Regions from separate parts of the Zea mays genome. Here region 1 is linked to region 2. The links are chromatin contacts, called in public Hi-C maps. All regions are on one chromosome and are shown on one strand. Each heading gives the region's core, a stretch centred on a gene start, on an enhancer-like site or on the middle of the called end of the contact. The rest is flanking DNA. Distances are from core to core; before and after follow the strand shown. Region 1 holds the start of LOC103650025 (magnesium-protoporphyrin IX monomethyl ester [oxidative] cyclase, chloroplastic). Region 2 holds the start of LOC100280416.

What was found. Hi-C and Micro-C count contacts between places; a contact is called where the count stands out from the background.
Region 1: a Hi-C map of bundle sheath shows a contact between it and region 2, with 3 times the contacts expected there. The contact joins the promoter of LOC103650025 here to the promoter of LOC100280416 in region 2. A contact is called at or near these places in 7 of 25 Hi-C or Micro-C datasets (bundle sheath, ear, endosperm and 2 more).

The regions. Positions count from the first base shown.
Region 1 is chr3:45,173,043-45,177,129 of Zm-B73-REFERENCE-NAM-5.0, reverse strand. It overlaps LOC103650025 (magnesium-protoporphyrin IX monomethyl ester [oxidative] cyclase, chloroplastic), which reads left to right and starts at 2,789. Exons shown (of 5, transcript XM_020550194.3): 1 at 2,789-3,590; 2 at 3,686-3,750. The coding sequence starts at 3,126.
Region 2 is chr3:45,015,189-45,019,357 of Zm-B73-REFERENCE-NAM-5.0, reverse strand. LOC100280416 reads left to right here and starts at 2,152. Exons shown (of 1, transcript NM_001153339.2): 1 at 2,152-3,288. The coding sequence starts at 2,272. The coding sequence ends at 3,021.

The DNA of each region.
Region 1 (4,087 bases), core at 1,540-4,039, 160 kb before region 2:
CTTCTCGCTGACCGTTGTTTGGTGCCTCCTTACCACAGAGGAAGCGCGACCGCGAGAAACTAGCCCAAAAGCTACATGTTTGGTGCCTCCTTACCACTTCTGGCTGCTAGAATCCACCCAAAAGCGGATCCAAACAGGGCCCTTGACACGTCTCCATAGGCACCGAGATCGAGAACTTAGAGCAGTTGTGCCTCACTGCTGCTATCACATCCGAATTTAAAAATAAATCTAGATGCATCTCATATGTGTGCTAGGATCAAATTTTACGCGTATAATGACTCAGTGTATAAAAATCAATGTCATAAACTTGTCTTTTGAATAATTAAATAGTAGAAATTAAATGATGATGATGATGATGATCCCGATCACAAGCCACAGGCAGGTTGACCGGAAGGACTATAGCCTAAAGCTCCTCAAACTCATCATAGTAGTCATCCTCCTGTTACCGGATTCTAAGCAAACAAGTTCCATAGGGGTGAGCTCACTTATGGTGGGGACTCAGCAAGTGTGTAGAAAAAGTGCAGTGTAAGACTTACCATGTAATATAGCTTAGGCTGAGCATTTAATTTTTAATTTTGTTGTGGAAAAATTTATTAGCAATTACTAAGTATAAGTTCATACCATTCCAATTAAATAAATGAACATAAATGAAATACCAACAATAAAATGCATATCTTGTTTAATTTAATTCTATAATTTATTCTTGTGAGAGGCCCGAACCGCTCGTAACCATGAGTGTGACTGATATATCAGCTTTACACTCTGCAGAGGTTGTGTATCTTTACTCACAAGTCGTGTAAAAGTTCAATGAACTTTGCACCCAACTACGATGTGCTGATCACGCACAATGCAACACTTATAGGTGTGATTGCATAATGACACTACACGACCTTTACAAAGTTCCACTAGCATGAGAAAATCCACTATGGTTTCAGAAAGAGGTGGTATAGGTCTTCCTAGGTCCAAAAAGCCATCACAGTATGATTTGCCCAACACTATACTTAAGCAATTCCTCCATGCTTGCCGTTTTAGGTAAGATTCTCACACGCTAGCTTTCTTAATTAATTAGCCAAGATAAGAACACATATAGTCCTTGTAGTTGCACTGTTTTTTCAGTTGGTCCCTCCATGTCCCAATAAAACAAAGTGACCTTATAATGCATAATAATGAAGTCAACAATAATAACTCATAATAAAACATGATCATGATTCATGTGTATCATTATCACAAAAACCAAGTAGATCACTAGCAGTTCTACCCAATATTAAGTAACCCAGAAGTAAACAAGGTATAGGGAAAACAAATCTAGGTAACCTATTAGGTCCCGTCTGGTTAACCTAATTATGCAATGCACAGGTGAGAACAATCCACTAAATATTATATAGGTCAAACAACATGATCAAGGAGACACTTGCCTTCCTTAGCAAACTCCTGCTGCTTAGATGCTTCTATAGGTTGGGCTTCAAATTCCTCTATCGAGGATTTCCCCATAGTGAATTTATGGGTTAGGGTGGTTCAGGCTCTCGTCGTAAGTATTAGGGCTCTCGTCGTGGGTATTAGGGATCTTGTCGTGAGATAATTTCTGACACCCGGTGTTTTGGTGGTTATTGATCTGTTATGTTCTAGTTTGTGCTCTTGGGGCTCCCCCACCTCTCCTTATATAGTCTAAGTAGGTGGGATGCTGTAGGTGTGAATACAAGTATGTTACATGATAGATCTAATTTGGTAACCTAGTCCTTTGAGAATCCAACTTTCTATAATTATAAGTCTGCCTTCCTTATCCATTAGATTCTTGTCTTATCTGCTTATGACTTTGTCTTGTATGTTGGGATGTTATCCTATCTACTAAAGAATCTAACTTGTCTATCCTATATATTCTAGTAACATCTTTGTCATATTAGTACTTTTTGAGTCCTACTCATATTAGACCCCTAATAATTATGACGACTAAGTCAAGGGACAAGAAATCTTTTATGGCACACTTGAAAAAGGTAGCTATTTTGACCAAAACAAAAGCATTTGAAAAAATGAGAGAAATTTTCGAACTTAAGAAATGCTTGCAAATAGAAAAGGCTTTCAAAATATTTCAAAACTTTGCGAAATAAAAAATACCAAGTGATACAAATGTGGTCAAATATGTTAAAATTACAAACAACGCATATTCAGCTTAGAACTGAGAAGGCGTGAACGGAGAACGGCGGCACCGGCACGCAGGGTCTACGAATTAGGTTAATTGGCGATTTGGTGAAGCGTATATGGTACACGGACGTGAAGTCGTGATGGCCGTAGGCTCGTAGCACGACTGCGTGAGTTGTGGCCTGTACGAGAGGCTGGGCTGTCCATGTTTTGAGCCGATCAACTAATGAAACATTTGAGCTGATTAAATTAATCAATACTATACTTAACTACATACTTGAGGGAGGCCCAACAATTTGGGGGCCAGAGCGGCCGCCCAGCTCATCCCAAATAAAATAGGTTCTATTGTTGCCTGGAGAAATGAAGAATAGGAAAATCACGGAGAGGGAGGGAAATAGTGCGAGAAGCGTGCGGCTAGAATGGTTGATTGGGCTCCCTCTCAGACCCCCACACAGTCACACATGGCGCGCGGCGATTAGAAGCCCCGGATTACACCTCATCGCCATTCGCCACTTTTTTTATCTATCCTATACCAACTACCACATATTATATCATTTTTCTCACACTTTTTTATCCAAAAAAAATCCATCATCGGCGGGTCGCTGTCGCGCACAGTGGATAGACCATTCACCCAGTACGCACGCTCGTGCATGCATGCATATTCTATCGGTTTAGCGTTACGCACGCTCGAAGTAGCGTTCACTCGTACGCTACAGTGCATAGAGTATCTCGTCCAGTCGCCCGCTACAGCAAAAATTTCTACGCTATGCTTTAGCGTTCGCGTGTCCGGTAGCAAGTGCGGCTAGCCTTATCTAGTTATCTGTCACCGCTCGCAATCCCCGCTGCCATGTCACCACCGCCCAGCTCGTCGCCATCCCGCAGCATGACTTCATGAGCGCACCGCATATACGCCTACTCCCCGAACAGCTCGCTCCGGCTGCCCAGTCCTCGCCAGTCACCACCGCCCAGCTCGTCGCCAGTCGCCACCAATGGCCTCCTCCGCCATGGAGCTCTCGCTCGTCAACCCCGCCGCGACGCACCGCCACCGAGGCGGCCTCGTCGGCCTGCCCCTCGCCCGGCGCTCCGTGGTACGCTTCCGCGTGTCCGCGGCCGCCGCGCCGCCCAAGTCCTCGGGCCCCAACAAGCGGGGCAAGACGGAGATCCAGGAGACGCTGCTCACTCCCCGCTTCTACACCACCGACTTCGACGAGATGGAGCGCCTCTTCAACGCCGAGATCAACAAGCAGCTCAACCAGGCGGAGTTCGACGCGCTGCTGCAGGAGTTCAAGACGGACTACAACCAGACCCACTTCGTGCGCAACCCCGAGTTCAAGGCCGCCGCCGACAAGATGGAGGGCCCGCACCGCCAGATCTTCGTCGAGTTCCTCGAGCGCTCCTGCACCGCTGAGTTCTCCGGCTTCCTCCTCTACAAGGAGCTCGGTCGCAGGCTCAAGGTTCCTTCATGTTTCTTTGCCTTGCCTTGCCTCGTCTGGAGCATTTCATCGACCATCTGGTGGGCGTGTGCTGATACCCTGCTTTTCTTCTGCAGAAAACTAACCCGGTCGTGGCGGAGATCTTCTCGCTCATGTCCAGGGACGAGGCGCGCCATGCTGGGTACGAACCTTATCTCTTTTCATGCAATCCAATAACAATGCGTGCAATTAGTAGCCAAAAAAAATGCATCCTTATAAAGATTAGGAAATATAATTGTTTGCCTGTCCCATGAACACTTATGTCAGTGTTGCTACCTCAATTTGACAAGGAATGCGGATATTCTAAGTTTGCAGAAATAATTTAAACGAGCCTGGTTACATGAGCAAACAAAATACTCATTTTTCAATGTAGTCGGTAGTATTAATTATGTCAATGAATTGGGGGTTGCTTCCAGCAACTGCCCATAAGAATTCAGGCATGCATGTTTTCCTGATTGTGTTCAATTTGAGGCTCTAGG
Region 2 (4,169 bases), core at 903-3,402:
CATCAATCTTTGAACTTCACAGAAGGTATATACTAAGTCCACTTTTCTAGTTTGTTAAGTTTTCCCACTAGCAATGCGGGTAAGACTCTAGTATTATTATAGCTCACGAAATATTAATTAAATTAGATGGGCTAGCCCATTTAAATTCAACAAGCACTCCCTCTATTTGTTTAAAAAAACTTTATTTTAGATATATATTTGCCCCTAAAACAAAAGTCCTTTTAGAAGAAGGAAGGCTAGATGTAAAAAGGGAGAGCCAGGTCGGTTCATCTCGAAATTGACCCATCGTTTCGCAACCTCCGTCGATCCATTTTAACATGGGATGTGGCGTGGCTGGGACACCACCACATCAAGTGACCTAACCTAGCCCAATTGGATCCTAGGTCTAGGAGTGTAATCGAATCAGATATGGACTGATATTGCTTTTTCCATATTTGTTTTCGTATTTTCTCTTCGAATCAGATATGTATATTATCGACATCTTAAACATCCAACTTTGAGTATAAGAATACTAATATAAATTAGATACTGAATACTCGAAATCGAATACGGATCAAATCTCAACCATTTTAAATAGATCAAACTCGAATATTGATAAATAATATCAACATTCAGCACCAAACAATAGTTTTAACAAAATTTAACAATTTCATCAATCCAGTAGCATCAATCAATATATCATAGATGTAAATTGGAGATAGTGTATTGAATTCGAATGGCCCACATGTCAGATAACAGATATAAAGATATGATATATATATGCAAAATAATATCTATAGATATTTTATTATATCCATACTTGTACATATGGATAATAAATGTCAATATATCCATATCTAATATATAATTACTCACTATTATTTATTCATATCCTTACCCTGGAGTAGAGTTCTGTCTTGAAGCCTTGAAGATCCACCGGCGCGGAATCTCATCGATTGGCTAGACGCCTACGTGTGGCGTGGCCCACCCGACTCTGACAACGCGGCTTTGCATGGACCTCCCGACGACCATTTCAAAAGGGTTCAGAATTTGGCTGCTCATGCGTTCACACAACTCGCTTTTGATCGCGACAGAAGCGCCTTTCTTTTGCGGTTTAGGCCGTACCAGTACAACCGCATAAAATTGACCTGGCTGTGGACTATGGTCACTGCTCCGTACAAGGAGACTCCCTGCACGGGGACCCGTGCTGAGCTTGGGCAACAAGAGTGGCAGGGGGTGGACCCAACAAGTGTGCCCGCCGATCGAGGCAGCGGTGGACCGACCGACCGTGGTCGTCGACGACGCTGGCTTTCCATGCAATGCAAGCGCCCTCAGTGACGCACGGGAAAAGGCGCATGCGGCGGCGGGGATCCTTTGCGGACAGGAGATGACGATGAGCGAGCGGTGGACCCAGCCAGACGGGTACCTAGGTGGGGCCCGCACCTCAGCGGCCGCCGGCCGCAGCCCACCGGCACGGCACGGCGTCCGCATGTGATGGGAATGGGATGGGCGGATGGCCAGCCGGCAGCCACCGCAAGCGCGGCAGCGACGCGGTTTCCGTAGGGCCCCACTCCACCGTCCGGTCCTCTCCTTTCGCTTTCCTCTTCCGCACCCATCGCTACGCACACCCTGAACCCCTACTACTACGTAGAGGCCTCATCAGCTGCTTATGTTTTCTTTTTCGTGTTTCTTGTTTTTGAAAAAAATCATGTGCACCTACTCCTATACTCTGCTCCACTCGTCCTCATAAAACATAAAGGAAAGAACTATTCCAACATTCAAATTTGTCTTGAGTTATAAGAGATAAAGTGTAATCCTTTTTAAAACCGAGTTTAAAAAATGATTAGATCGGCATACATATATAACCAAAGTATCAAGTATGGTTATATCACGAATGTCTTCCTATGATCAAGAGGTAGTTAAATACATCATTTGTTTCGCGCCCTAGAATTTCTAAAGACACCTTGTGTTCCACAAACAACAAGGAGGCAAGACATTAGGGCCAATTTTAGCTCACCTGCGTCTCTCAAATGCTGCTATGCTAATGTTTCGAAAGATTCTACTGAAAATGATGGTGTAGACAGCCCGTGTGCTCCCACCATTTCGGCCTCGCAACGCTGGCTGCTCACAGTATAAATTCCCGCTGGCCGCCGTCGCCTCCCGCTACCCGCCTCACCTTTCCTCGCCTACGCCTACCCCCACCACCTGTCACCCCAATCCAATTCCAAGCTGCGAGCTGTCGAGCTGCTGCACCTCCCCTCTCTCGCTAGTCGCTTCCATTCCCTTCGTCACATGGCGGCAAACCGCTGCACCGGCCTCGACCCAATCTGGACCCACGCCGGCGCCAGCCACTGCTACTTCTCGTCGCCCCCCGGCTGCCTCACCTCCGCGGCCGCCTTCGAGAACTCGGCGCTCACCTCGGCGCTCCGCGCCTCCATTGCGCCTGCCCACGCCAGCTCCGCCGCGGCCCGGCCCTTCTCCCCGTCCACCCCGTCCTCCTCGACCTCGTCCGCCTCCGAGCTCCTGTCCAGCGGCCACGACGCAGCTCCCGCGCCGGTGTCCAGCAGGCCGGGCCAGCCGCCCGCCGCCCGGGCCGTGGCGGGAGGACCTAGAGGGGGCCGCGTCGCCAAGCGCAAGCCGCGCCCGTCGCGGCGCCCGCAGACCACATACATCACCGCCGACCCCGCCAACTTCCAGCGCATGGTGCAGGAGATCACCGGCCTCCCCGCCCCTGGGCCCTCCTCCTCCTCCTCCCCCGCTGCCGCCGTCGCCGCGCCCAGCTGGACGCCCGCCGCGCCCGCGTGCGTGCTCCCGACACTGGACACGTCCGCTTTCTTCCTGCTCGACCGCGCCGCCGCTGCGCCAGCGCCGGTGGACAGGAGCCCGGGCGCGCGCGCGTGGACCGCGACGCACACGCACGCCGCCGTGGCAGCTGGGGCCGACGGCTCGGACTCGGCGGCGCTGCTAGAGCTGGAGGCACTGGTGCGCGCCATTGAGGGCGAGTGTGGCTTCCCGGCCCTGGAGAGCTCGGGGCTCATCTGATGAGTTGGGATTGGAGCTTTTGTCCGTCCGAATGTCCGATGGCACATGATCGGACGGCGGATGTCGGTTGAGCCGATGCCTTTGAGATGTATACTAGCAAGAAGTATTAGGCTGCTGCCTGCTTTTAGTTGAGTACATCTCTTCTCCATGAGGATTACATGCATGGTTCCTTCTATTCTAGTCAGTTAAGGAGATGACAGTGTTAATTACTTATTCCGTAATGAAATCTGATGGCTTTCTTAACGTGAAGGCCTTTGCGTGTTCCCTATTTACCTTTTGAGACTTTCAGTTTTTTCAGCAATCAGGAGTTCATGACTCAGGAGTAGAGATGGCAATGGGTACCCGAAACCCGAAACCCGGTGGGTTTTTACCCTATTAGGGGACGGATACGGGCTAATATCCAAACCCACGGGTTTCTTAATGGGTGATAAGCTAAACCCAGCGGGTACGCGGGTACGGGTATGGGATCCTAGTACCCATACCCGCAAACCCATGGGTTTCTAAAACCCGGCATAATATTATTAAACAAACAAAAAGTTCATTTTATGGCCTAGTAAACATGGTTGGCAGCCCAGCCCATTAGCTATCTATGAAATCTAGAGCCTCAGTGCAGGAACGATTGGCTAGCATCCGAATGAGCCCAGCCTAGTAAACATGGTTGGCAGCCCAGCCCATTAGCTTTCTTGTCGGGCACGGGTAGCCCGCGGGTACCCGGTACCCGGGTGGGCACGGGTACGGGCAAAAACTTGTACCCGGCTGCGGGCATGGGTTTCTTAGCGGGTATATTTTAATTTCACGGGTACGGGTTTGGGAACATAGTACCCAGCGGGTACGCGCCCGTTGCCCTCTCTACTCAGGAGGGGATCAGGGGAGTTGCACGTAACAGCCCCATGGTTCTGGTTTCGTTAAACGGCAGCCAAAAATGGCAGCCATCAGGCCATGCAAATATGCATGTAGTGCTGGGAATCTGGGCTGGGCTTTTCGGGCCAGCACGAGCATGGCCCGAAGGCGGGCCTGGGCCGGACCTCAAATTCCGACCCGTCGGGCCCCGGCATGTCCCGCATAAATGGACTGGGCTTGGGCCGACACGGCCCAATTAAGCCCAACCTGTTTAATTTCTTTAATTTAGTAAGATATCGACGTTATAT